7 separate regions of the Mus musculus genome follow, and regions 2, 3, 4, 5, 6 and 7 are each linked to region 1. Evidence: chromatin contacts called from public Hi-C, HiCAR-type, HiChIP or PLAC-seq and promoter capture Hi-C data. All regions are on one chromosome and are shown on one strand. Each heading gives the region's core, a stretch centred on a gene start, on an enhancer-like site or on the middle of the called end of the contact. The rest is flanking DNA. Distances are from core to core; before and after follow the strand shown.

Region 1 (3,851 bases), core at 538-3,037:
AACAACCTGCCTTGGGCAGGTGTGGTAACACCCACAGAGATCAGAGGCAGAAAAACCTCTGTTAGTTCCATGCCAGCCTGGTCTACGTAAAAGTTCCAGGCCAGCCAAGGGTACACAGTGAGACCATATCTCAAAATAAGTGAATAAAATATAAATAGATAAAATTAAGACCTAGCTGAAAAACAAAACAAAACGCTGATAGCAATCTAGTTCAGACCACGTACTACAAATCGTTTTCAGTTTCATCCCAATTATTATTCCTTATAATCACTTTATCCAATAATTATGAACAAGTTAGAAGTCCCTGTATTTAAATTCATGCTGAAAGACTGGGTCTTCTCCAAATACCCATGGGTACTTAGCATAAGATACTCGATTCCATATAAATGGGACAGAATCTTCCATATCTATTGTCAGAATTTCCAGTTTTCCAAGGCAGTCATTTGGTGGAGAAAATGGAATTTGATGACTTCAGTTCTAATCTTGAATTTGCTGCTATATGATTTCCTCGTCTCTAGTAAGCCACAACCGTTCCGGTCCTTAAGAAATCTATTATCTCAGCACCCCTATCTGTCTGATAATAGTGAAAAGAGCATTACTCACTTATTCAAATGGGGCTTAAGAAGCCCCAAGACCACAGCAAATCTCCCTCGATCGTCTTCATTTTCTCCGCATAGGAATCCTGCCACAGAACTGCACTCAGTAACTCTAAGCAATAAAGACAGCACCTCACCAGCAACATGCTGAGATGCTGGACTGGTCCATGGCTGCTTCAATCTGTGAGTGATGGCAAAAATATACACGGGTCCTGACATGTGACGGAGGCCTGTCTTCCACGCAGGGCAGTCGGGAGAACTCTTGGCAGCTTCAACCTTCCCCAACAGCTTTAGAAACAGTGAGCCAACTTCAGTCGCCTTCTCGGGCACTTCGGGATGCTCTTCGACCCCATCTGCCTTCTCCTCGGGTGCTGCGAACTTCTCCAGGGCTCTCACCACCTGCCCCAGGATCTCGGGCATCCCCCGGAGGGATCCCCCACTCCCACTCCCCTCAAAGAATCTGTCACCTTCGGCGGCTTCTATTAAAGCGCCGAGGTCTTTAAGAGCCGCATTTCTTGCGCCGCCCTGTCCTGATGACTTTGGGCGGCTGAGACGGTTCAGAATCTTGGAGAAGGCTGGTTCGAGGGCCGGGGGAGAGCCCTCTGCAGGCAGGGAGCAGCCGACCCCCGACTTCTCTTCGGCACTGTCCAGCTTCATTCCTAGTCGCACCGGAGGGGCTGGGCTCGCCCCCCCCGCCCCCCCCGGGGGGGGACAGAGACCAAATGGGGATGGTGTCTGGAGTCTCGGAGGGAAGGTCGTCCGGGGCTCGGTGTCCCCCAACGAACAGAACTAAAACCAGGCACAGCTAAAAGGCGAGATGTCTCACTGTCTTGACGCAAGGATCGAGTGTCAATCCACCCAGTAAAGTGGCTGTAAGAAGAGAGCCTCAAGCCGGGCAGTGGTGGCGCACGCTTCAGGAGGCAGAGGCAGGCAGATTTCTGAGTTCGAGGCCAGCCTGGTCTACAGAGTGAGTTCCAGGACAGCCAGGGATACACAGAGAAACCCTGTCTCGAAAAAAAAATAGGAGAGCCTCAAGCTCCTAACACGTAGCGAAATTTGTCTTTCCGAAAACTCAAAAAAGAAAAAAAAAACAGTTAATTTTAAAGACAAACTACTGAACCGTGACACCAAAAAGGCTCCCGAAACCAAGCGCTCTTCCAGTACGGTAGCTGTATTCCGCAACTTCCGGCCCTGGAGAGCATTGTAGCCGTAAAGCAAAACTAACTTCCGCCAGCGGAGCCGCAACGCTTCTTTTTACGACTCGCGACCAGAAAGCAACAAACAGTCCGTCAGAGAAGGAAGGGGTAAAAGGTGGAGCATGAAGGATATATTTGCATAACTAAGCGTTCGCTCATTAAGTTTGTTCCTGATTTCATCTGCTAGGCTAGAAACAAGAGAATTCTCGCAAAATCCTAGTAACAGTTTGAAATTGTACTAGATTTTGTGTGCAAAAGCTAAATAGAGCGGCAGCATATTAGTCACCCTCTTTGAAAAACTGGTGAGACTTACTCGATACTTCGCAAGCTAACAGTAAGGCCGATCCTTTCTGGTTCATAAAGCGTGATGATTGGGTGTTCACGCCATTGCGTGACATGTGCCGCCCATAAACCTTGTTACGACGTGGGCACATTACCCGTCTGACATGAACTTAGGAGGATCCTCCACTTCTGGTTCTTGTGTAGATTAGAGTTATGCCCTGTTTTTTACTTCTTGGTTCAGTCAGGTAGGATTACTGGTTAGGTAGTGGAAAGTGTCCAGGGTACCTGGGACTAATACATTATTACTAAAGTACATTCCATTCCTAAGAGAAACTGAAAGTGACAGAGTTATGCTTCTTACAAGTCGCTCTGGTACAATTCACTTCTTTCTAAGAAAAATTGTTTTATTAAGTTATTACTCTGATGTGTATAAATGCTTTGTTCACATGCGTATATGTGTACCTGGTGCCCCCCCTGGTCCCCGCGGAAGCCAGAAAACAGTGTCCAGTTCTCTGAACTTGAATTTCTGGAGTTTGTTAGCCATGGCATGTTCTTAACTGAACCATCTTTCCACTCCAAGACATGCTCTTCTTAGTGTTACACTATTTGCCACTACACTACCAGTGATGCCTGTGTGGCTTTTTTTCCCCCCTTCACTTCTCTGTGTGACCTCTTGCAAACGGCAATAGCTCAGATCTCTATGTCTTAATTTCTGTATTGGGGAAACAAATGTAGATAATTACTGGTCCCCATCTCTTAGGACTGTTGGGACAATTTTTAATGTACATAAATGCCGGGAACAATATCTGATCAGCATAAAGTTCATAGAGGTGTTAGTTCCCATTGTTATGCAACAGCACCAACATTAATTTACATTTCTTCTTTCCAAGAAAATCTGGTGATTAGAATTCTAACTCGGAACCTCTTTCTTCTGGCTTTTCCCACTCTGACCAATTGGTGGCACTCTGATCAATCACTGCTAACCACTTCCAAGAGAAACCTTCCCTTAACAAAAGCAGCTTGAGGCCAGTCAATAAGAGGTTATTGTGTCTGTACTGTGTGGGACGTTTCTTTTCTGTAGCATGTGCCCTTTGTGTCCAGTGGATCCAGACGCCTTTCAGACTTGAGGAGTGCTCTGTATTGTTGAGATCTCTCGCTGGGTTTCCCAAAGCCCGAGCCAGCCATGCCTTTACTTCTATCTAGTGCCTGGCACAATTTAGTCAAGGCAACAAATGTATCCTGAATGCCCATGTCCACGCACAGAGGACAGGCTGGATTGACCACCCACACAATGCAGCTACATGGAGCTGCGTCCACACAATGCAGCTTGGTGCAGCTGCAGTGAGGGAGAAAAAGCAGTCTCTGTGTAACACCATGGAACTCTGGGAATATAGATAGGTGGAAGGAGCAGAGGGGAGGAAGGGTAGATAGATGCTCTCTTGTAAGAAAGAAGGAAAGATAGAGAGTAAGATATATGCATTTCCTTGTGTGTTAAAGTAGAAATGGAAGGTAAATAACATGTATAAACAATTATGTGTCAGGAAATAACAGAATGAAGGAATAGAAGCAAGATCTCTCTATGTGTACTTTTATCGCTTTAACTCGGAAATCATGTGAAACCCTTACATAATTATTTTTAAGAGAAAATCAGGTGTGGTAGCGCATGACTATAATACCAACTTGAAGGAGGCTAAAGCAGGAAGATCCAGGCCAGCCTGGGCTAAACAGTAACATGGCTCAGTTGGGAGTGTGTTTGCACAGGCAATGGACTAGAACC
Region 2 (3,851 bases), core at 842-3,341, 3.0 Mb before region 1:
CTCTCCACCCCAAGTTTACTGATTTTAATGGCAGTAATTTACCATAAATTCAAGTTCTTTATTCTAATCTTACCAATATTGGGTTACAAATATTAATCCAAATATCACAAAACATACAATAATACACTTATGTGTCTGTGTGTGTGTGTGTGTGTGTGTGTGTGTGTGTGTGTGTATGTGTGTGAACCAAGTTTGGATTGCTAAAACAATGAGCCAGGCCAGTGCCAGTGGAAGTCGGGCTTGAGAAAGAAGCTGCTGAGATTAGCTACAATGTGAACAAGGCAATTGGGACCCAGAGCAGGAAATAGAGAATCAGATCCAGTTCTCAACAGATGAAGAGGTGGAGCGGCAGACAGTGGAGTGGGCTGGGTCCTCATTGGGGCTCCTTGGTCTTTGACACACATCCCAGGAATCCTATGATAGGTTGGAATAGAGCCAGGCCATCTCACTGTTAAATATCCAAGCTTTATGGGGTTCAGACAAGAGATACACTGTCTTCATAGTCTTTCCTGTCCCATGAATTCCCAGGCCTGCTTTCCCTGTTATGATCTTAGTATGTCCATGTCCTCCTGGCTTCCAGTTTCAGTTCTCACCCAATAAACTTATAGGGCGACTCCCTTTCAGTCTGTGTAGGTACAGATTCCAAAACTTCTCGGATAGGGCCTACAACCGTGACCAACCCATTGGCTTCTCCTCTCTCCAGCTTTCCAAATTCCCGTTCCATTTATTAGCAAAGAGCATGTTCCATCTGCCCCCCAACACACACACACACACACACAAACAACCCAACTTTGTCTTTCCATTAAAAGAGTCCTGTCAGATCAAACCAAAGGACTATTTCCCATGTCTTCTATTTCCTAGATATTTCTAGGATAGAGGTTGTCTCTGCCTTCTTAGATTCAACAGAGGAGACCTACATATTAGCAGCTGTAAGGCCTATTAAAGGGGAGAGTGTATTTTACAGGCTGTATTTTACAGGCTTAGCAAGGTTCCGAATAAAGGAAAACACAACCGGCTAGGTCTGGGAGCCCATAAGGCATTTTAACAAAAGGCAATACGCTGTGGGAAAGCAACTAAATGGAAGAAATTTGGGCTTTCAGGGGAAAACTAAGGGAGATAAAGGCTATTTCTGTAACATTTCTACAAACTCCAATTGCGGCTGCTTACAGAGACATCTGTCTCTTCCTCAGAAATGAAAATATTTACACATGGGAAATTTTGTGTTGCAAATATCTTCTCATGTAACACAGGAAAGGAAGTTCCGGCTACCTTTACAAGGAGAAACTTAAATCGGTCTGATTTTGTACAGAAAAGGAGCGCAGCCAATTCCCCTTCTATGTCTCTCTCTTTTTTAAAATTGATTTCAGCTACAGTCATCTTTCCGCCGCCCCAGTGGTATATTTTGGAGTGCAGATGGATCCCTCTTGCTATCCATTATCTTCGTCGCACTTTTGTTCTCTTTTGAGTATTTTCTCTTTCTAGTCTGCAAACAACCCGAGGGCAGAAACTACACCTGGTTTTGTTCATCCCAACGCCTACCCGGTTCCCCAGCATATGCTATGTGGGAAGCTTACATAAATATATAGGATCTCTGCGGGGCGCCCCCCCCCCCACTTCCCCATCCTTTTTGTCACCAAGACTGAAAAGCTCTCCGACTCCCAAGAGGAAGCATCTTTATGTTCACATTATGACTCGTTGACTCCCTGCGGGGGTGGAGGGGACCTCATGGGATCTGTGTTAGGAACCCAAGGAGAGAAGCAGAGACCACCCATCTCACGTGTCACAGACTGGGTGGTGGGAGGAGAAATGGGCTCGCGGGGCAGAAAGTGAGGCGATCCCGCAAAGACATCGCCCGCATCTTCACGAGCTCCGCACGCTCTCTTCTCGAGACCGCGGGGACTCCGGGCCGGAGCTGCCCCGCACGTCCCCAGCTGGCCCCCCTCAGCCGCGGAAGGAAGGACGCCGGCCCGGCCCGGCCCGGCCTCGCGCGCCCCCACGCCCCCGCGCGAGCCGCCGGCGGAAGTGCAGCGGGGTGCACTTCCGGGTGTTGTCTGGCCGCCGCCGCCGCCGCGCGTCTCGGGTCTCCCGGCCACCGCCCGGGTCGTGGAGCCAGGAGCGACGTCACCGCCATGGCGGGCATCAAAGGTGGGCCTGGGCCGCGGGGCCGGGGCCGTAGGGATGGGGCGGGGCGGCGTGGGGACGACCCAGCCGGGCTCCTCCGGCGGTGGCGCTCCGCCCCTGGACCAGAACGGGGCAACCCGGCCACCGACGCGGTCTGCGCGAGTTTGCACCCAGAGACATTGAGGGCTGCGATCGGGAGGAATGCCCGGCACGGCAAACCAGTGTGGTTTCCCACCCGAGGCACGAACGCGCCCGTCTCCCAAACCCGGGCTCTGCATCCGCTCCCGGGATCGCGGTGCACAGGCTTTCCCTGCCTCTTAAATCGAATGCATCTTTGGTGTTTTTAAGGTGCAGTAGAGCCCGGATGCTAACCCAGAGTGCTCCTGGCTTCCTTTCCCCCACAAGTGCACGTTGACACTTTGTAGTTGTGATTTTTTTTTTTTTTTAAGAAGAAAGGTAACGAACACCTTGATGAAAGGTTACTTGTCTATTGGTGTGTTTTCTTCAGAGAGAACGGGATGTTGCATTCTTTGAAGACAGGGAACTTGGCTCAGTAGTAGTCTTGCCCCTGGGGTTAGAAGCAAAGTTTTGTATTTACTTATCAGCGGATCACTTTGATTTCCTGACCTGCTTTGTAGAAGAGATAACCTAGTTGGAAGTAAAAACAGTTGGATAGTGGTGCTTCCACCTCGCTGGTAAGGGCGACTTTGGCTGAGCTTTTTCCCTGGTTCACGTTTTTTCTGGTGTCTTGTTTATTTTCGGTGCCTAAAAAAAAAAAAGATGTTATTTCTCGTATAGAACCTTGTCATCTGAGCAACTAGGACACTTTCGGATCTCTTTTTGAGCTATAATAGACCCTTTCAAGTTCTAACGTGGATGGAAGTTACTGTAAAGTGCTGTTCTTTTTAGGATGTTGCCTGCGTTTCTCTACCCACCTGCGGTGTCATTAATGAGGGACTCTTTAAAAAAAGAAAACAGTTTTTATGGTTCTCCAAATCTGGATAATGTTAATCCTGGTGACAGTGACTGGGGGGGGGGGTAATTTTACTTTTTAAAGATTTCAGTGCCTTTTAAAGTTACAGGTTGCTTATCAAGATATTTCTTCCTGTTGGCCTTTAGATTGCCCTTAAGTAAGGAGTATTGCTGTAAAGACCATTACATATTTCTTGAGCCAGTTGCCTGCTACTCTGTGATACATTATATTTTCTGCTAACTCCCAGGCCGGGGAACTTGACCCCTTCACCTCTGTCTTTGTAGTCCATCTTTAGAGAATTTTTGCTAGGTAATTGGGCTGTTCCATCCCTGGCCCAGAGGCTTTGGAAGTAGAAACCACACTCCTCTCTGTTTCATTTTCCGAGTGTTGCATCAGTCAATTACTGTATGAATCCTTACCTTACTGGTGTGTCACTTAAGACACCGTTGATATAAAATAAGCCACCTAGCTGCCAGTGTCATAAGACTGGAGAGACGTTACTGGTTTGGGGAGCATTGTGGAGCAGTTTGTTTACGTGTGTCAGCTTTTATCTGTGATGACTTAAGAGATGAGATGTCACATGCAGATGGCTTTGAACGTCTTTTAAATACTGAGTATCGAATGCATGGAAATATGACCCTAGGGTATCTCCATTCCCCAAACACTTCTACAGGGCTTGTTTTTTCATATGTGAGTACTTGAAAGGAATTGGATCTTGTATAAATAAATGCATCGGTAATTTTATGGGCTGGAGAGA
Region 3 (3,851 bases), core at 343-2,842, 3.0 Mb before region 1:
GAGTGACAATATACTCGCATACATAAAATAAATAAACCTTTTAAAAAATAAGAAGAAAAGAAAAAAAAAAGTATAAATGGGAGTTCCAAGATCTACTCTAAAGTCTAAGACAAACTCTGTGGGCTACAGACATATGAAGTGAAGAATCTTATCCTAAAGGCTTAGAACACAGTTTCAAAAGAATTGTGACAGGAAAGGCCCCCACAGGTTTAGGGAGATTGAGGAAGTAGATACAGGAAGCACTAGACAGGAAGACCAGAAAAGAACCTCCCCTGTCATACTGTATTTAAAACACTAACATGGAGGACCATAAAAGAAAAAAAAAAGTGTATTTAAAGTGCAAGAGAGCATCACCACACCACATCACCTGAACAGGTGTGTCCCTCTGAATGAAGGTAGGCTGTTCAGCTGAAACTTTAAACGTCTTGCAAGAGCTCACAATGATGTATTTCAAAGTCTGAAAGTACTCTGGTACTGCACCCACTAAACCTACGTGTTCTAGCTAAAGGAAAAATAAACACTTTCTACTGCAAAAACAGACTCAAAGCTGGGCAGTGGTGGCGCACGCCTTTGATCCCAGCACTCCGGAGGCAGAGACAGGTAGATTTCTGAGTTCGAGACCAGCCTGGTCTACAGAGTTAGTTCCAGGATAGCCAGGGCTATACAGAGAAACCCTGTCTCAAAAACCAAAAACAAACAAACAAACAAACAAACAAAACCAGACTCAAAGAACACATTACCACTAAGCCAGGTCTACAGAAGACCTGAAGGAATCTTTCAGATTGAAGAGAGAAACAAGTCCCTCTGAGAAATCATAAAAAAGAATAAACCACACTAGAAAAACTGTTAAAACAATACAACAACCACTATAAAAACCAGGAAAATGGCAGGAGCCATAACTCTGAGTAACCAAGGGTGACCTTGAATTTGTGATCCTTCCTGGGCTGGGTTTATGGGTGGGTTCTGCCATGGCCAGTTTCGTGTGACTCTCTGGAATGAACTCTGGACTTCATGCATGCTAAGCAAGCACTGTACCAACTGAGCCAACAGCCCCAACACACCCCCTTTAAGATATTTCTTGGTGTGACTAGAAATTGCTTAATTAAGAAACAGATTGTCCCGGATAACCAGGAGTGGGCCAGATTCAATCAGTTTAAAGGGTTCAGAGCAACACTGAAACTTCCCCCCTGAAAAGAAGAAATTCCACCTGTGGGTAGCAGCTTGGCCTTCCAAATGAAAAAGTCCCAGCTTGATCTACGGGTTTCGAACTTGCACAGCAGATCCCTAACTAATTCCTAACAAAACCCTCGTAATTCATATCTCCTGCTGGTTTTGCTTCTCAGAATGAATCCTTATTATGCCACCTGGGTCCTACGTAGCAGTAGTTGGGAGATGGAAAGACAGCTTGGTTTCTTCAAAGTTTAATAGCGTGAGATGACAAAGCCTCAGAAGAGCCAAGCACACACACATACACACGCATACGCGCGCACGCGCGCGCTTGTAAAGAGACGTTTAAAAACTGGATTTGATGTTCAAAAGAGATTTTGACAGGCTTAGGGAGGAAGTTAAACGTAGAGTGAACTTAACGATAAGGATCAGGGCTGATGGGGTTAGGATAGACTTGGTAAACACTGTCAAGTGGAAAAAACGACTTTCCAGGAGGCAGAAGCGAAGCAAGCCAAGCCAACCCCGAAAAGCAAACCATCCTCAGCACGCAAGCGCGAACCTGGAAAGCAGAAGGCGGGTCTCTCAGGCCCCGCCTCTCCCAGGCCGTGCCAGGCTCTGCAATCCCATGCAGAGATCATCGCTCTAGCCAGGCTGCAAAAATCGATCTCAGCTCTTCCTGAGACCCGGGCTTGACGATGGCGGAGAAGACGCAAAAGAGGTACGTGTTAACACCTCCGCAGGGGCAGAACCCGTTTCTGGTCGCGGCGTGGGGGCACTGAGACGGTGTATAGGTGGATGGCTCCATAATCCCATACCTGGCGTCCGTGGGGTGTGGGGGCGGAGAGGGTTTGTTCCGTGACCCCCACCCATCCCAGCACGCCTGCGCAGACTCCATTGGGGCTGCGTGGGGGACTCAGGGAGGCTGAGGGAGGTTGTGCGGGCGAGAAGGCTGCTCAGCGGTGGCTGCACCGTCGGCCCTGCCTCTGATCAGGAAGAGGGAGGCCTGGAAGAAGACACTGATGCTGTCATCCTTATGTCAGTGCCTGAGAGCCCAGGGCCGGCAACTATGGCTTTTCCTGTCACAGTCTTCACCAGTGAGAGCCGTTGGTGGAAAGAGACCGCATGGATAACAGAAAAGCATAGGGATTCATTTGCCGTTGCCTCCTTTGTCCTGGGATTAATGTCTTGAGATATACATATACATATACAGCTGTATGTATATGCATGTATCGGTGTTAAGGTGTGTGCGTGTGAATGTTGTCTCTCAAGCCAGAAGAGGGCGTGGATCGCCCCGGAAGCAAGCATTCAGTTATCACAGGACAAAGATCTAGAGAGACAGGGTGTTTCTGGGCAACTTTCGGCTCAGAATCGAGAATACTGGTGTCAGAACAGTGACGCCCCAGGAATAAACTTTGCTCTAAGAACTTTGTGGTATGCATTATCATTTGATGGTCTGTAGAAATTCTAGGGTTAGTGTCCTGATGAGTTCTAACTGTCAGCTTGAAACAACTTAGAGTCATCTGGGAAGAGGGAACCTCAATTGAAGGATCGTCCATGTCGGGGTGAGTGTCTTGATCTGTGATTGAGATGGGAAGGCCCATCCCACTGTGGGCAGAGCCATCTCCAGTCGGGTAGGCCTGGGCCATTTAAGAAAGCTACTTAGCAAGTGGGCCAGTAAGCAGTCATAGTTCCTGCCCTGAGCTCCCTGGGCATGGTGAGCAGGAAGTGTAAGGCGAATAAACCGTCTCCTCCCCACGCTGCATTTGGTCATGGTCTTTATCACAGCGACAGAAAGCAAGACAGAACAGTTAGAATACTGTTAAGAAATAAAATCCAAAGCTGTTTTGTTAAGCATTTAAAAGTATATGTGATTTTGGCCTAATAGGCTGTGTGCCACTTAAGAAGTTCATAATACATTAAACATTCTTACCACTGACTTGCTATTTTTCCATGAATCTCTTAAAACCTTTTTCTTAGCTACAGAGTCAGCATAGCTGTATTAAAAACTTTTTTTCATATTATTTTTTGGTGGTGTGAATGACACAGTCTCCTATAGGCTCATGTGTTTGAGTACTTAGACCCCAGTTGATGGTGCTGTTTAGAAAGATGCTCATGCACACTCGCACTTGTGAGTGCATGTGTATGTGTGTGTATGTTTGTTCTTGCTTGCACATGCATGTGTGTTTCAAGCTGTGGTGTCTCAGCTTCCTGGTTTTCTGCCACCTGCTGCCTGGCTCCTCACAATGATGGACTCTTATCCCTCTGGAATCTTAAGCCACAATAAATTGTTGCCTTCTACAAATTGCTCTGGTTACGGTGTTTCATTTCCACAACAGAAAAGGAATCCCTTCACATTGATTGATTGATGGATAATTGAATGTGTTTATATGCGTGAGAGTACACACATGCAGTAGTATACTTATGGATACTTATGGACACTTATGGAAATTGATTCTCTCCTTCCACCGTGTAAGACCCAGGGATTGAACTCAGGTGGGCAGACTTGGCAGCAAGCACCTTCCTTTATCAGCCCCTTTCTCCACTGAGCCATCTGGCTGGCCCCAGCATACCTTCTGTAACATATTTACATTTTAATTTTATTTCCATGGGTTCCAAGGCTCTGAATGGGTCACTGGGCTTAACACAGCAGGGCTTTATCCATGGAGCCCTCTCACCCACCGTCC
Region 4 (3,851 bases), core at 470-2,969, 2.8 Mb before region 1:
CTACAGAGAGCAGTGGTATTATGACAGCAACTTAAAACATTATTTTCCTTTAGAAACTTTCCCACGTCTCCAGATCCCCTCAAAGAAAACTTATGATCTAAAACCAAGTATCACTATGGATTTTCACTTCGCAACGCCTTTAAAAGCAAAAGAACGACGTTGCGCGTATCCTGCTTTTTATAATTTGAACCAGGATTCAGCGACTATGTTGCCTTGGAGTTGTTTGGGGTATCTTGTCTCCACAACACTACTTTGAATTGCCTAAAGGCAGGGCCCTTATCTTCAGCTCCCACCCTCTCCCGCCTCACCCCACCCCCAACCGCACACAAAGCGGGGAAGGGTAAAGAATGTGGAGTAGGGAGAAAGAGATAAACAGTTAAACCAAGCCATAAATGAGAAATCGTGATTGGTGCGGCATGCCAGACGAACTTCCTCAGAGAGACAGGCACCATCCGCTGAATCGTGGGTTTTAAATGTCTGTCCAAACTAGTCAAAAGTCTAGGAGCTTACAGGATCTATTGTTGGAAAAGTTCTCTAGGACCAGGAAAATGGAAACTTCCTTAATAATAATGCTAGCTTCCGCCTATTGTAAACCACAATTGTGCAAGTATGGGTGTTAGGAACCTGAGGCTCGCCCCACCTATAATCTCTAAAACCCTGGGATATATATATATATTCATACATACATACATATATGCACACACACATATAATGATTGTAATATATATGTGTGTGTGTATATATATAATCAGTGAAATGGGAGAATATGTATGTGTGTGTATATATGTATGAAATATTTATTCATTTTATAGATGAGGAAGTGGAAGCTATGCGGTCATCCGGTGTTGGGTAATTGCTTTGATTCTCTAGAGATAAATGTCTTGACCTTTGAGGGGCAGTGAGGGATATTTAGTCAACAAGTACATATGGAGGGCCTACTACGCTCCGGGACTACGCTCCAGGTAGCCTACTTAAGTTATGGCAGAGATAAACAGGACGTAGTCCTGTATTCCAGGAAGGGGCTCCCCGTAGAGTGATGTAAACAGACCCGATTCCAGAACAGTCTGGTGCCGGCTGTGCGAGTCTGAACAGGGGCGGCCGGAAGCCTAGAGAGCGATAGCGGCCGAAGTGGGGGGGGCGGGGGGAGGCTGGGAGGTTTCGCTGTACTCGGGCACCCGCAATGGGGTGGCAAGCGGTGTCCTGCAAAAGCGGGGCTCGGTGGTGGGCTGTCCCGCGTGCCCGTCACCTTTCTGCCCGGGAAGAACCGAGTCTCGGCGGGTATTGCCACGGAGGGTGGGTTTGGGTGCACACCCGTCGTGAAAAGCAAGCAAACAAAAGTAGCGCGCTCCAGTCCATGTGCCCCCCACCCCTACCCCGAAAGGCTTGTCCTCGGCTCTGAGCCCCCTCTCCAAGCCCACCGCCGCTGGCCCGCCCAGACGCCTAGGTCCACGGGGTTGGAGAAAGAAGGGGCGGCCCGACCTTCCGCCCGCGGTCCCCGCGGCCTCGTGACCCCGGTGCCGACCCCCCCTCCCCCAAGCCCAACCCAGCCCAGCCCAGCCCAGCCCTGGGTTCGACCGCTCCGCCCCGCGCCCCTCCTCTCGCGGGGGGCTTCGCTGTCCCGATCCGCGTCTCTCTGGGCTGCGTCCGGCCGCGCACGTCCAGGGAGGGCGGAGGGAGGAGAGGAGGGAGGGGAGGAGAGGAGGGAGGGGAGGAGAGGAGGGAGGGGAGGAGGGAGGAAGGCGAGAGAAAGCGCGCTGCGTGCGGCCCCGCTGCCCAGAGCCTGCCAGCAGCGCGTCCTCGGCGGCTCCGGTCCCAACCGCGCCCGCCGCCTCGCCTCCTCGGTCTCGGCCGCGTCCCGACTCCGGGGCTCGCCCGGCCTCTCGGAGGTCCCCGCCCGCCGGTCCGTCTCGGCTCTCCGCTGCGCCGCCCGGCTCCAGCCCCGCAGCCCGCCCCGGGGGAAGGTAGCAGCGGGCGAGCGCGCCCTCGCCCTCGCCTCCAACCCCGCGCCCCAGTCCCGCGCGGCGACGAAGGACCGGGAAGATGAACGGCGGCGGCAAAGCCGAGAAGGAGAACACCCCGAGCGAGGCCAACCTTCAGGAGGAGGAGGTACTGAGGGGGACTGGCTGGGGGGCGCGGGGCGCACGGGCCGGGGCTGGGGGGAGTAGCACGGGACGCGGGCGTCCGGAGGGCGCGGGACTGGGTCCACGCGCGTCCGCCTGCCTCTGGTTATTGCATAAGTTTTGAGGACTTTCCCGAGACTTTTGTAAGTAGAATGCTCAGCTTTGTCTACTCGGGATGTTGAAAGCGGAATCGAGAGCTGACTCCCGGGTGACCTCAGATGATTGGGACCAGGGAGGGTCAGGACTTGGGTTCTTGCGTCTTGCAGCTGGAAATTGGAGGGAGGGAGGTATGGCGAAGGGAGAAACTCTGGGAAAGTTCTCAGTAAAAGATACTTCCGACCCCAGCTCCCCTCCCTCTCTTACTCCCTCCCTCCCTTTCGGTGTTAAAAGTTCTGGGTGAAATATCTTCTTAGCTGAGACATTTTGGATTAATAGATAACTCATAGGACGCATTCTTCTCCGATGAGTCGGAGACCCCCGCCGAACCTGGGAGAGGTCGAATGTGGGGGTGGGGGCGTAGAGTAACAAGGGCTAAAAGCTTTGGGTTCCCCAAAGCAAAGGTGCGTGGAGGGTGTTTTTAAAGGGGGGAAAATCACAACTTTATGTGGCACACTCGGAATTTACAAACAATTTGCGGCTGTGGTGCGTTTCTTACTGAAAACGCCGGTGGTGGACGGGGGTGTACTTGGGGCTCGTGAATTTTGTCAGTTTTGTGATATCCTGTTTCGCCTTCACTCCTGCAAATGTGTTATCTGGAATACAAGAAATTATATTTACCATTTTAAAGGTCTCCCAGAATTGAGTGTGCAGTAGCAGAAACTGCCCATCCCACTATAACGTAAAAAAGTGTTCTTACAGGTAATTTACATCCTAATAAAGGGGACGTACACAACCCGAACTGACTCTAAAGCAGTTAGTATGGTGAGAGTATTGGGACGCTTGTGCAAACTTAAACACAGAGAGTGAAACCAAACATTAAAGAAGAGTATCCATCTACCCAACTCAGACCTGCGTGAACTATCCACTGGTAAAGTGGGAACTGTTTAAATGGGGAAGACAGGAGAGATCGAAACGTATGCAAATCAATGCAAAAATAGATCTTAGCTCAGTTGTGACTTGGTGCCTCTTAAATGAATGGAAGAGTTGAAAAACTGCCTCTTCACCTGAAGAAATTAGCTATTTTATCAGCAATACTGCTTTGGAAAGTTTTGTGTATACTGTTTTATAACAAAGCCAGGGGCCGTCTGCAAGTTCCGGCTGTTTTTCAGTTTATTTCCTGACCAGTTAAACTTACCAAAAAAAAAAAAAAAAAAAAAAAAAAAGATGGCCCCTTTGCTCTTTAGGAGATTGCTGGTGTTTCACATGTTTTAATTAACACAGGGTAACTCATTCATGATCAGCAGTGCCCTTAGCTCTGCTAAGAGAGAGATTCTGGGAAGCCGACGACCTTGTTTCCTTCATCTGGTTCAGGAAAGTCGAAACTGGGAAAAAGCTCATAACAACAACAACAAAAATAAAGTTTGCTTCTTTCAAAATGATTTTGGAAGCTAACAGAACCTCATAGTTTTTTTGTTTGTTTGTTTGGTTTTGTTTGTTTGTTTTCAAGGTTTTAATACAATAGATTTGTCTCTAAGTCCCATACCCATTTGATTTAAAATTATGGCAAGTCAGATTTTTCTCTTGGTCCATCTTAGCTGAAAGTGCTTGCCGAACTAAGGTTCCCTACTCCTG
Region 5 (3,851 bases), core at 386-2,885, 2.6 Mb before region 1:
AACACAACCAGAACACAAGAACCACCAGTTGAATCACCATGAATCTTACAAAAAGTCTTTTCTCTTCCTAGCACTCTGCAGCACGGTTCAGAAAAGCTCACTCTTGCCCCTGTGAATGAATTTCACACTAGTGTTCAGTCAGGGGGGAAAGACCACTCTACAGAGGCTACTTCCAATGATAACCCTTTCATACACTGAAAATATTTTAAGTTGAAAAAAAATGCATTCAATCCATCTTTTGTACTGAACATAAATGCCTAGCAACCTGGTACACAACAGCATATCAACTGTGCCTTTGTGATATCGACTGGGAGCTCACGGCAGCTGCCTAGCATCATTAAAGTACTAAGTCACTAGCCTAGCAAAACAGCGTTAACCTCAAGTTCAGTTTTTACTAAGTATTGCTTCCACGTACATCTTCAGGAAAGCCGGAGCATCCTAACTGGTTCCACACACACTGAGTTCCTTGATTAAATAACAGGGAGATGGAGACTGGAGATATAGCTTGCTGGAGGCAAGTGGCAGTGTGACAGGTTCAATCTTGATCCAAAGGGATTTAAAAAAAAAAAAAAGCACTCATATGGAAAACTCACTGTGAACTTTATGTAAGAAGAGTCGAAGAGTCCCTGGTCTAAGAGTAAAACATCTGCTCCTCCCAGTTTCAATTCCTAACATTTGAGCAAATAATCTACAGAACTGCTCTAAATGTAGTTTCCTCCTAGGTCTGGGGAATGGGGCACTATCAGTGTTGTACATACTTGGCTCAACTCTAAAAGTGAGGAAGTATTTATGAAAGATTTTTTTTCAAGAGTAATTGTTATTTTGGTTGTATTAGGTAAGAAATTAACATTAACTTAATATGCAAGTGAGAGAGGTATGAGTAGGGAAAGCATGAAAATAAGAAAAAATTCACAACGTGAGAAGACTGAGGAAACAGGCAGTTTGCAACTCCTAAAACAGGAACATTTTACTTCATAAGGTCAGATGACTAATCTGGACGTCAAATAAAGACTTTAGGACAGATCAAACCTGTACAACTTAGAAAAACCTAACTACATAATGCCCACAAGTCTGAAAGACTAAGCATTAGTGCTATGGCTAATTTTAACACATAAAACCTGAATAGAAGTGGCACAACTAAGTAAGAAGTCATGTGTCCCAGCCCTGGAACCCTAGCAAAGCTTTCTGAAATAAGAGAGACCTCTCTATATGATGATACCAACAAAGGCACCCAGAGCAAGCGGTTTACTCTCCGGAGTTCCAACTAACTTTTCCTCCTTTTGCAACCAACATCTGTACTGCAGTGCACATCTTAGGGCTAACCTGGGTGGTAAAGAAACTATATCCACGTCTACTTTACATTAATCTGGTCAATCAAAAGCCCCGAACAGGATGTTACGACCGAGAGCTGGTACGTTTCACGGTGGATAGCTACCGGAAAACTAACATTTCAAATCTTCAGGCTCCACTGTCCAGTTCTTTCCTACCCCAGAATCTGCAATCTTCCAGCAGCCTGTCTGTCTACTCTGTCTCTCGCTTCACGGCTCGCCCCCGAGTACCGGAGCACATCAGGAAAACGGAGCGCAGAGTTCGATCGGGAAAATACCTCTCGACTCCTCCGAAAACTCACAACCTCAAAAAGTTTAAAGCAGCATTAGAAAAGCCAGTCGGGAGGGGACGCCATGGTGGTCCCCCCAACTCCACACAGGGATGAGCTCGGCTGCTGTGGTTGTGGCCAAGAAGCGGTCGGCACCATCCGCTCGCCCACCCGGAATCCTTCCCGCTTTCCAACCCGAAAGTTTGCTGTATGGACGTCCGGCCTAAAAGACAATGCTGGCTGGGGCGAGCCCCTCCTCTCGGGGGCTCGGCTTTGGAGAACGGCTCGGCGGCGTGGCGTCCACGCGCGCGTCCCCTCGGAAGACGCGTCCCGCTTCGGGGCAGCCGAGTCCCACGCGGGACTCGTCCCCCTTCGCCCGCCGCCGCAGTCCCTACCTCAGCGCCCGCAGCCCGCGCCGCCTCCCAGCCTCCGCCTCGGCCGCACGCACGCACGCACTCACGCACGCACACACCCGCCCACCGCGGGCCCGCTTCCCGCCCCCCGCCGCCGTCGCGGCGCGCACGCCCAACACGGACCTGCCAAGGGGGTCGAACCCGAGGCGGCCGTGGTGGTGGCGTTGGCGACACAGCCCCGGCCCCGCCCTCCACTTCCTGGTGCGGCGGCTAGGACGCTCGCTCCCAGCAACCACCGCGACGCCGCTCCGAAAAGGCGCCTGCGTCACGGCGTGCTCCGCCCCGAGTTTCCATGACGACCGGAGCGCGCTCAAAGGCTGCCGGTAGCCACGTTTACTCTACCAGCTCTGCTCTAGGGAAGAACGGAAAGCCGCTTTTCTTGGCACAAAGTCGGAGCAGCTCCTTCAGCCGGCTCTGGAGTCTAACCCAACCGGCAACATTACCAATAAATCTGTCATATTTTTTGGAGGGTGGGTGGTTTTGGTTATTTGAGACAAGGTCTTCCTGTGTTGCCCTGATTGGCCTGGAACTTGAATTAAAGTTGCAGAGATCGTTCTGCCTCGGCCTACCAAGTGCTGCTCCATGCCAAGCTTTTTTATTTTATTTCAAATACCACTCACCAGAACCACCTTTAACAAGTGGCGGGGGGCTTGGGGGTGGGAGGGACAGTCTAGCAAAGGCAAACTCAACATAGAATTCAACTTCTGGACTTCAACCTCAAAACTTACAGCTCAGCTTCTGCGCTTCGAACACCGGCTCTTTTCATACCTGTGACCTGTCTTTGATTTTTTGGGGGACAATATAAGATGTGGGTGCGATATTTGGCAACAACAACAAATAATAATAATTGGCCCATCCTGCACCCTACAACTATCCTTGTTTGTACAGCCTAATCCAGTATTTAAATATCCCATAGCTGTAGTTTATTAGTACTAATTACTTTGGGTCTTAGTTTTGTATGTCCCGCCCCCCCCCCAACATAGGATACTAGTGATGATGCAGAAACTAACTTTGTATAACTAAATTTTTGTCAGGTCCAAAGGAGAGTCCAATTCTTCAAACTTCAAATGACAGTCCGAAGATCCACTAGTTAACTTAATCTGGACTATACGAGGAGTTCTAACAACTGACAAAAGACGGCGGCATTCCTCCGGAACTTGTGAAGCTCTAGTTTCTGTCTAGGAAAATGACTCATTTCCCTTTCCTCCAGCAAAAGTGACTTATGGCTCTCCAATTAACATGTCAGCACAAGGTGCAAGCCCGGCAGCCTCCAGACTCCCTCAGTCCCTACAAGCACTTATACATTTCAAAGCCTGCTCACCAGTCCCCTGGCCCTTCCCACCCGCCCACCGATTACTCATTCTTCTTGTTCACTCTTCTCCGCTCCTGCTGCTGCTTTTCTCAATAAGCTTCCCCTATTTTCTATCAGTGGCCATTTTCCCGTTTCTTGTAGACAGTCCTGGCAAAGCCCAGTCTGCTACACATGGTCAATCTACTACTTTCTCTCTCTGCCCTGGACTCTCCAGATCCCTGTGGCTGTTCTCACTCTCATGTCTCCAATAAAAACCTTAGCCATAACATGGGGTGGTCATGTTGGCAGTTTCTTCACCACACCCCTCTTGTATACATCCAGTGCCAAACATGCATACAGTCTTAGGGTTACCGGGATGAAACAACGTAATGAAACCCTTGGAGAGGAAAGGGTTTATTTCAGCTTACACGTCCAGGTAACAGTCCATCTGTCTTAGTAAGGCTTTACTGCTGTGAACAGACACCATGACCAAGGCAACTTTTATAAGGACAGCATTTCATTGGGGCTGGCTTACAGGTTCAGAGGTTCA
Region 6 (3,851 bases), core at 704-3,203, 2.5 Mb before region 1:
ACAACCACCTGTAATGAGATCTGACACCCTCTTCTGGCGCATCTGAAGACAGCTACAGTGTACTTACATATAATAAATAAATCAATCTTTAAAAAAAAAAGAAAGAAAGAAAGTACATTTTGGGGGTTGGAGAGATGGTTCAGTGGTTAAGGGCACTGGCTGCTCTTCCAGAGGTCTTAGGTTTGATTCTCAGCACCCACTTGGTGGCTCACAAGTTCTAGGGGATATAGGCATAACACCATATACATAAAATAAAATTCCCCTCCTCACATATTATATCCTGATTACAGTTTCTCCTCCCCCTAGTCCTCCCCACCTCTCATCCCATCTGGATCCACACCTTTCCTGTCAATATGAAACAGGCTTCTAAAGGATAATTAAAATAGAACTAATACATCAGAATCAGAGAAAACAGACGGAAGGGGAAGAGCCCAAGAGAGAGTGTAAGAATCAAAGCCTCATGTTGGCACACTTGGGAATGCCATAAAAACACTAAACTGGAAGCCATAATATATACACAAAGGAACTTTAGGGTAAAAGGAGGTTAAAAAAAAAAAAAAGGCAGGACTCTGACATGACATTTCAAGAGCAGGAACCTCTAAGGTTGTATTGGCCATCCACTGCTGGCCATTCAGTCTACCATCGCAAATGTTTTTCAAGTGAGCCTTCCCTGGAGAGAGAATTTACTTTTTCAAGTGGTTATCAGTTGGAGATAGTGGCTGGATTAAGGATGGGGATAGCTGTCTACTTCTTTGGGCTCTAGGAGCTTATCGGTGAAGATCCACACAGGCTCTGTGCATGCTGCCTCAGTTCACTGAGTTCACATATTTATCGATCTTTTTTGCTTTGGAGGGCCTTGTTTTCTCCGTGCCCTTCATCCCTTTTGCTCTTACTCTTTCTGCCTCTGCTCCTTTGGGGTTCCCTAAGGGGAGGGTTTCATATTCACCCATTTAGGGCTCACTGTTCCAAGGTCTTGGACGCTCCTCTGTATACTTTTTTTTTCTTTTGTTTTTTTCAATCAGGGTTTCTCTGTGCAGTCCTGGAACTCACTCTGTAGACCAGGCTGGCCTTGAACTCAGAGATCCATCTGCCACTGCCTCCCTAGTGCTGTGGTTAAAAGTGTCCGAAGTCCAAACTCCAAACCTTCACACTTTAGTCACTATCTCCTCAGGAAATTCTTCTCCACACTGCAGAACGTGGTTCTGTAGCACTCTATACAGACATTCCTATCATGGCACCAGACATCAGATAGTCTCTGTACAGGACATGTATCCCAGGGCTGAGTTTGTTTAGGACAAATTCAGTAACTTACACATACTTGGAACTTAAGCTAAACTGAAGAGCGACTGGGGGTATTGATGGTTGAGGACTTGCCAAGTTGGGAATCTTGTCAGTGGGAAGGCCCTCCATTCCTGAACTCTAAGTTACCAGAGCTGAGTCATGGAGTGGCAGGGAAGTCACTGTGAGGCCAACGTTAAGTCATAACTGTAACACGTGTAGGCATTGACAGGGAGAACAGTGAGTGGGGGGCAGGTCTAGGGAACTCTCCACGCGGGTGTGGGGCAGGAACAGGCACTAGGGAGCAGACCCCACTTTTAAGCTTCCCGCAGGACCTGTTAGGAAGAGAAGATGCTTAGTAACTAGTTAGCTAAGAACCAAACGCCCTGTTACCCCCAAGGGACACAAGGCCACCGGGCCTCGCAGCGTCAACCGCCCCTTTTAAGTCATTTCAGTCTTCTGAGCACCATCTTTTAGACCTGCACAGTCTGATAAGCCACTGTCATCGTGACCAGCCTCAGATCCACAGGACAGGGACCGTCCCAGCCGAAGGAGATGACCCGCGCCGTCTGAGCAATCGCATCCGGGCCCGCGCCCCAGCCTCAGGGCACAGCATCCTCCCTCCATTCCTCCCAGCCCGAGGCCTCCGGGGCGAGCTCGCGGAAGGCACGGCCGGAAGGGGCGGGCACTGCGCCCAGCGAGCCCTCCGCGCCATGGCTTCTCGTGGCGTCGTGGGCCTTTTCTTGCTCTCTGCTCTCCCTCTCTTGTGTCTGGAGCTCCGGCGCGGGATCCCGAGTCTCGGTAAGTGTTGCCTTTCTCCTCTCGGTGCTCCCAGCTGGAGTGTTGTCACCTGAGCGGCGCGGACCTCCGCGCGCTTTTGACTACAATCCCCAGAATCCATCGCGCCCGCCCCTCTTCCGGAACCGCCTCCATTTCCGCGGGAAAAAGTTCTCTTGATCTCTGGCCAGGGTCGGCTTGGAAAGGGACCCGAGTGAGAAGCGCAGGGACAGATAGGAACTGTTTCGCCTCTAAGAGTAATGAGAGCCGGAAGTAAATAAGCTGATAGCTGAGCCATGTTTCAGGTGAAAGCCTTTGTGTCATGATCAAGGAATGGATGAAAGGGAGTCCCCAAGTACCATTTCTGAGAATCTTATTCTAAGTCAGACCCTGTTTGCAATCTCACTCTCCACTACTGCCACAACGACTTGTAGGTACTGTTAGCCTAAAAAACAGCGCTCTGCCCCAGAGCAGGTCAGAGTTTATTTTGGAATCGAATCTAAATGTCCGTGGTGTTCTGAGAATACGGATTTGGGTTACTTCAAATTCTCGGTTCCACGGTTCCAAAAGTTTTTATTGTAACAGCCAAAAAAATGTCACAAAACACCTTAAATATATGTAGGTCCATCAGGGAGATGAGTTACAGCAACGTGTAGGAAAACCTCTCGCAGAGGGCTCAGGTGCTCACAAAATAAACTTTTGGATTGGTAGAAGGTTGTGGGCTAAGTTAATATATTGTGTAGGTTCCATGTGATAGGCATAGTTAGGTCAGGCATATAGGTGAACAATGAGTGACTATTAAGTGGGCTAATTAAAGCCCATAATAATCCATGGTTAGGCTCTGGACCTGCAACATTTGAACCATTCCATAGTCTAAAAAGTTCTTATCAGTTAATCACCTTCTGTAGAACATAAAAGTAAGGGGATACTTGAGTTTACAGTACTGTTAAAATCTTTACATTTGAGAGCACTGTGATTTATTGAGGACGATCAGTGACTAATTGGAGGTGGTTTTGATTTTTTTTTAAGATTTATTTATTATATGTAAGTACACACAGTAGCTGTCTTCAGACACACCAGAAGAGGGCGTTAGATCTCATTATGAATGGTTGTGGGCCACCATGTGGTTGCTGGGAATTGAACTTAGGACCTTTGGAAGAGCAGTCAGTGCTCTTAACTGCTTAGCCATCTCTCCAGCTCTTTCCTTTCTTTTTCTTTCTTTCTTTCTTTCTTTCTTTCTTTTCTTTTCTTTTCTTTTCTTTTCTTTTCTTTTCTTTTCTTTTCTTTTCTTTTCTTTTCTTTTCTTTTCTTTTCTTTTCTTTTCTTTTCTTTTCTTTTCTTTTCTTTTTCTAGAGTTTTTCTGTGTAACAGCCCGTGGTGCCCTGGAATCACTTTATAGAGCAGGCTGGTCTTGAGCTCATAGAGATTCACCTGCCTCTGCCTCCCCAGTGCTGGGATTGAAGGTGTGCATCATCACTACCCTGCATGGTTTTTATTATTATGTGTGTCTTTTGAGTCTTCAATTAGCTTAGGTTAGCCTGTGTCTTGAAGCAAACCTCCTGCCTCATGTTTTCAGGTCCTATAGTAACCCATAGTTTTTTTTCTCTCTCTCTCTTTTTTTTTTGTTGTTTTATCGAGACAGGGTTTCTCTGTGTAGCCCTGACTGTCCTGGAACTCACTTTGTAGACCAGGTTGGCGTCAAACTCAGAAATTCGCCTGCCTCTGCCTCCCGCCCCTAGTTTTTTAAAGGGCCATTCTGGATTCTGTGTGGAGAATGCTTTGGAATGGAGCTATAG
Region 7 (3,851 bases), core at 533-3,032, 2.4 Mb before region 1:
TGGAGATAAGCAAAGAAAAGAGACCCACAGCCTAGGATGTAAGCTCAAAAACACGGGATAACTGGTAATCCAGTTTACTTAGAAGTGGAGTTTAAAAAAAAAAAAACTTTAAAAGACTCACAAACCTTCCTAAGAGTTTAAGACTTCAGTGTGATACTTCAAAGCCATGGTACAACCTTCTGTAAGAGTGGATCCTAAAATTATCAGAAAGTCAAATGGAAACACCTAGCCGGATTCGCCACCTCTTGGTTTATAGGTTGGATGTCACAACTACAATAAGGTTGACTGACTCAATTTCCAAACTGGACAGCCCAGTGGTGCTCCAGCTTGAGAGAGATCACCTAAAAGGTTACCTTTAAGACTTAACGAAATTACAGGTTATCACACAAGATAAATAAAAGCTAACTGAGACGATACACAAACAGTTTCTGAGGGAAACACCCTTTTCTTCACGGCTCTACTAGAAGAAAGAAACTCTCCTGTGCTAAGTACTTATTCAACCCACAAAGGCCCTGGTCAACTTGAAAAGCGCACCAAGAGCCATCTATCACTCCCCACCCCAAGTAAGGAGTGCCTGTTATCAGACGGATAAACAAAATCCTTTGGTAGGATCCTAACTTCTGGGGAAAAAAATGTAGACTCTGACTTGAATACTTAGCTCCGTTACTCTCTCGCAGGGCTCTTGAACATGGGGAAGCGAGTTAGCCCACAATAAAAAAGAGGAATGAAAAAAAAAAAGACTCTAAATAAGATGATATAAGCAAAAAAAAAAAAAAAAAAAAAAAACCCAAAAACCTAGCGGTTAATAAACCAATAGATACACACACATGTCTGAAAGCTGAGAAGACACGATCAAAAAGGGATTACCTAATCCATTACCTGCAAGCTATAGCGTGGGGTCGGGAGGGATACACAGGGTTAAAAAAAAAAAAAAGGAAGTAACTTTCTGTAACGTGGCCGGTTCTAAATAGCACCTATCCCAGTTAACGTTGCCAGTAAGCACCGTTTCCAAATTCAGCACCTGCTGTCTTCTTCCTGAAAAAGACGTCCCTCTCCATAGCCACTCGGCCGCCCAGACCAGCCTTCAGTCATCTGCCTCCGCCAAACCCAGGCTGGGAGAAGGCTCGGCCTGCCATCACGCCCACTAGTGTGCAAACAAAAGCTCCTTGCACTCCGTGGATCACCTGCGAGCGATCGACGCCACACTAACCACCGCTCGGTGTTAACGACTTTCAGGGCAGTTGTCCGTGGAGCCCGGGGACTGCAGCAGCCTGGTTTTCGGGGCGTGGGGTGGGGTCCCGCACCCCGTCCCCTACTCCAGCCGGGGGCCAGGGCCCGTTTCCCCCCCCGACCCCTGCGCGCGCCTCCGCGGCGGGCCGCCTACCTTCTCGCACAGCGTCCGCACTTGGTTCTCGTTCAGCTGCTTACACTCGTTCAGCTGCTCCACCCACTGGTCCAGCTCCTTGGTGAACGCCTTGTCGTCCATGGCGGCGAGCCGCGCGTCCCCGCCGCCTCCCCCGCCGCCGGCCCCCGGCGGGACCACCGAGCCGCGGAGCGCGCAGCCCGCGCCCCGCCCAAGCCCAGCGGGCAGCCGCGGGCCCCGGCCTCCGGGAGCGCCCGCCCCGCCCGGCCCCGGCCACGCGCCTGGGGCGCGGCGAAGGGCTTACGGCTCGGAGCGCAGAGCGCGGCGCAGCTCGGCTCGGCTCCGGCCCGACGGCGCCCGCCCGCCCGCTGCCACCCGCAGGCCTCTCCGCGCTCTGGCCACGGCCCTCTCGCTCTTTCTCTTCCCTCCCTCCGGGTTTCCGTCATCGCCCCGGCATTTCCGCCGGGAAAAGGCGAGTGGGCGGCGCCGCCGGGCCCGGCGCACGAGGAGGGGAGCAGCGCCCTCGCGCGGCCCGGCGGAGAAACGGTCCCCTTGCATCCTTCCCCCGGTCCTCCTGCCCACTCTGCCCTTGGGGAATCCGGTTCTCGCCTTGGACCTCTCTCCGCACAGGGCATTGAGACTGTTGGGCTTTTCCCTCAACCTTTCACTACCCTAGAGCATGCACTAAATATTTATTGAGTAAATTTCTACTCTTAGCAGTAATTCATTGCGTAGCCTTGAATCTCAGACCCTTTCTGTCTATATCAGAAAGATAACTTTTAACAAAGGATGTATTTACGTTTATGTCACGTGTGTACAGGTGCCTTGGGAGGACAGAAGAGAGTATTGGCTCTCCAGGAGCTGGAGTTGGTGGTATATGGTGCTAGAAACCAAATTTAGGGCATCTGTAAGAGTAGCACACATTCTTCATTCTTTCTTTCTTTCTTCTTCTTCTTCTTCTTCTTCTTCTTCTTCTTCTTCTTCTTCTTCTTCTTCTTCTTCTTCTTCTTCTTCTTCTTCTTCTTCTTCTTCTTCTTCTTCTTCTTCTTCTTCTTCTTCTCCTCCTCCTCCTCCTCCTCCTCCTCCTCCTCCTCCTCCTCCTCCTCCTCCCCCCCCCCCTCCCCCTCTCCTTCCCCTCCTCTTCCTTCTTTCTTCTTTCTTCTTCTCTTGGTTTTTTTCAACACAGGGTTTCTCAGTGTAGCCTTGGCTGTCCTGGAACTCATTCTGTTGACCAGGCTGACTTCGAACTCAGAGATCCACTTGCCTCTGCCTCCCAACTGCTGGGGTTAAAGGTGTGCACCACTACCACCAAGCTGTGTTTATCCTAACCTCAGCTAATCTCTTTAAACCATGAAATGATTTTTAAATTTTTCTGTGGCCATTCCATCTTATCATTCTTTGTTGTGACTACTATGATGCCTTGGCTGTAATTAGTGATCTTTATATAACAGGGGCTAGATACCGAGACCTTTAAAGCTGTGCTCACAGACCCTATTTCCTGGGTCTGAAACATGTACGGCTGCTTCTGCTGTTCGCAAGTGCTCAACAGCGTCATGGTTCCTGAGTTGGTTTTGTCAATTTCTCAGCTTGAAGCAATCCCCAAACTGCCTCTAGCTGCAGATTTGTCATTAGTTGAAATAAGTAAGCACAAAATCTTGTCAGTTGTGTGAGTACATGGACTTTGTGAAGTAGATGATCTCCAGTTTTAGGTGGGCTCTGGGCATCACACTCAGGCTTGTAGGCAAAGTACGCTGCCCCCCAGCCATCTCTGCAGACCTTGTTTATTTTAAGACAAGGTTTCTTTTATTCCAGGCTGGCTCCCTGCTCTGGAGTTGAGGATGACCTTGAACTCCTAATCCTCCTGTCTCCACTTTCCAAATTCTGGGATTACAGGCACTGCTACCTACCACACCTCTCTCAACGATGGAGTGGGAAAAGCAGCTGCCCAGTGGTACAGCAACACTACTACAGTGCAAGGGTTGGGAGCTGACTTTATAAGTTATGAGTGAATATCGGCAGTAAGTAAGAGAGACTAAAGTGTTTTACTAAGTAGTGCTATAGAGGAGGCAGGAATTTGGTCCCCCACACTTGCCACCCCGAGGCAGTTTTCACTGTGTGCCACAAGCTGCACTGGTACCTGCAGTGTCTTGCCTCAGCTTTGTGAGTTGCTGAGGTTAGCAGCATGCCCCTCCACATCTAAATGCCTTCTCTGTGAAGTGTGGCTATGCCTGGGGAACTCAGGATTCCCTTGAGTGCGTTCTCTGTCTTATTAACGAAAGCTTTGGTAAATAGAAGGAAGCTCAAGGACCCGTTTGTCAGAGTTTAAGAGAACAACAGGCAGGGCTGCAGATCTTGGCAATTTTGACCAAGAGGGAGATGAAGAAGAGGAAGAGAGGAAATCACACCTTTTGAGGTAAGGCCTCAGAAAGCAGGCATGTTCCATAGTGGAGCTACAAGGTGCGAGGAGTAGAGAGTAGAAAAAGAATGT

Evidence for each region. Promoter capture Hi-C pulls out the DNA fragments that hold promoters and counts their contacts. Hi-C and Micro-C count contacts between places; a contact is called where the count stands out from the background. HiCAR-type assays count read pairs that join an accessible place to other places. HiChIP or PLAC-seq counts read pairs in DNA pulled down with a chosen protein or histone mark. Capture Hi-C pulls out chosen DNA fragments and counts their contacts.
Region 2: a contact with region 1 is called in a promoter capture Hi-C map of pre-B cells, with 4 times the contacts expected there. The contact joins the promoter of Leprotl1 here to the promoter of Tti2 in region 1. A contact is called at or near these places in 1 of 39 promoter capture datasets (pre-B cells) and 1 of 9 other capture datasets (adipose tissue).
Region 3: a contact with region 1 is called in a HiCAR-type map of astrocytes, with 4 times the contacts expected there. The contact joins the promoter of Dctn6 here to the promoter of Tti2 in region 1. A contact is called at or near these places in 2 of 39 promoter capture datasets (embryonic stem cells and hippocampal neurons), 2 of 115 datasets of contacts at active chromatin or transcription factors (astrocytes and forebrain) and 1 of 9 other capture datasets (liver).
Region 4: an H3K27ac HiChIP or PLAC-seq map of embryonic stem cells shows a contact between it and region 1, with 6 times the contacts expected there. The contact joins the promoter of Rbpms here to the promoter of Tti2 in region 1. A contact is called at or near these places in 2 of 39 promoter capture datasets (cranial neural crest and embryonic stem cells) and 2 of 115 datasets of contacts at active chromatin or transcription factors (both in embryonic stem cells).
Region 5: a contact with region 1 is called in a promoter capture Hi-C map of pre-B cells, with 4 times the contacts expected there. The contact joins the promoter of 1700104B16Rik here to the promoter of Tti2 in region 1. A contact is called at or near these places in 5 of 39 promoter capture datasets (cranial neural crest, frontonasal cranial neural crest, hippocampal neurons and 2 more), 2 of 484 Hi-C or Micro-C datasets (the Ba/F3 cell line and CD4 T cells), 3 of 115 datasets of contacts at active chromatin or transcription factors (astrocytes, embryonic forebrain and large pre-B cells) and 1 of 9 other capture datasets (liver).
Region 6: a contact with region 1 is called in a Hi-C map of B cells, with 9 read pairs. The contact joins the promoter of Ubxn8 here to the promoter of Tti2 in region 1. A contact is called at or near these places in 4 of 39 promoter capture datasets (embryonic stem cells, hematopoietic stem and progenitor cells, liver and 1 more), 1 of 484 Hi-C or Micro-C datasets (B cells), 7 of 115 datasets of contacts at active chromatin or transcription factors (the SCID.adh cell line, astrocytes, embryonic stem cells and 3 more) and 1 of 9 other capture datasets (adipose tissue).
Region 7: a contact with region 1 is called in a promoter capture Hi-C map of liver, with 4 times the contacts expected there. The contact joins the promoter of Ppp2cb here to the promoter of Tti2 in region 1. A contact is called at or near these places in 4 of 39 promoter capture datasets (cranial neural crest, embryonic stem cells, frontonasal cranial neural crest and 1 more), 4 of 115 datasets of contacts at active chromatin or transcription factors (astrocytes, embryonic stem cells and large pre-B cells) and 2 of 9 other capture datasets (adipose tissue and liver).

The regions. Positions count from the first base shown.
Region 1 is chr8:31,148,252-31,152,102 of GRCm38.p6, reverse strand. Tti2 (TELO2 interacting protein 2) reads right to left here and starts at 1,787. Exons shown (of 7, transcript NM_144927.3): 1 at 604-1,787. The coding sequence starts at 1,253. Snord13 (small nucleolar RNA, C/D box 13) reads left to right here and starts at 2,145; the gene lies at 2,145-2,242.
Region 2 is chr8:34,144,979-34,148,829 of GRCm38.p6, reverse strand. It overlaps Leprotl1 (leptin receptor overlapping transcript-like 1), which reads left to right and starts at 2,091. Exons shown (of 4, transcript NM_026609.2): 1 at 2,091-2,145. The coding sequence starts at 2,130.
Region 3 is chr8:34,106,453-34,110,303 of GRCm38.p6, reverse strand. Dctn6 (dynactin 6) reads left to right here and starts at 1,592. Exons shown (of 7, transcript NM_011722.4): 1 at 1,592-1,885. The coding sequence starts at 1,863. It also overlaps a transcript of Mboat4 not described here.
Region 4 is chr8:33,927,731-33,931,581 of GRCm38.p6, reverse strand. It overlaps Rbpms (RNA binding protein gene with multiple splicing), which reads left to right and starts at 1,719. Exons shown (of 8, transcript NM_001042674.2): 1 at 1,719-2,106. The coding sequence starts at 2,041.
Region 5 is chr8:33,730,271-33,734,121 of GRCm38.p6, reverse strand. It overlaps 1700104B16Rik (a long non-coding RNA gene), which reads left to right and starts at 1,635. Exons shown (of 2, transcript XR_004691281.1): 1 at 1,635-2,333; 2 at 3,045-3,588. Gtf2e2 (general transcription factor II E, polypeptide 2 (beta subunit)) reads right to left here and starts at 2,055. Exons shown (of 8, transcript NM_026584.3): 1 at 1,993-2,055.
Region 6 is chr8:33,640,078-33,643,928 of GRCm38.p6, reverse strand. Ubxn8 (UBX domain protein 8) reads left to right here and starts at 1,953. Exons shown (of 8, transcript NM_178648.2): 1 at 1,953-2,079. The coding sequence starts at 1,992.
Region 7 is chr8:33,597,552-33,601,402 of GRCm38.p6, reverse strand. It overlaps Ppp2cb (protein phosphatase 2 (formerly 2A), catalytic subunit, beta isoform), which reads right to left and starts at 1,782. Exons shown (of 7, transcript NM_017374.3): 1 at 1,385-1,782. The coding sequence starts at 1,486.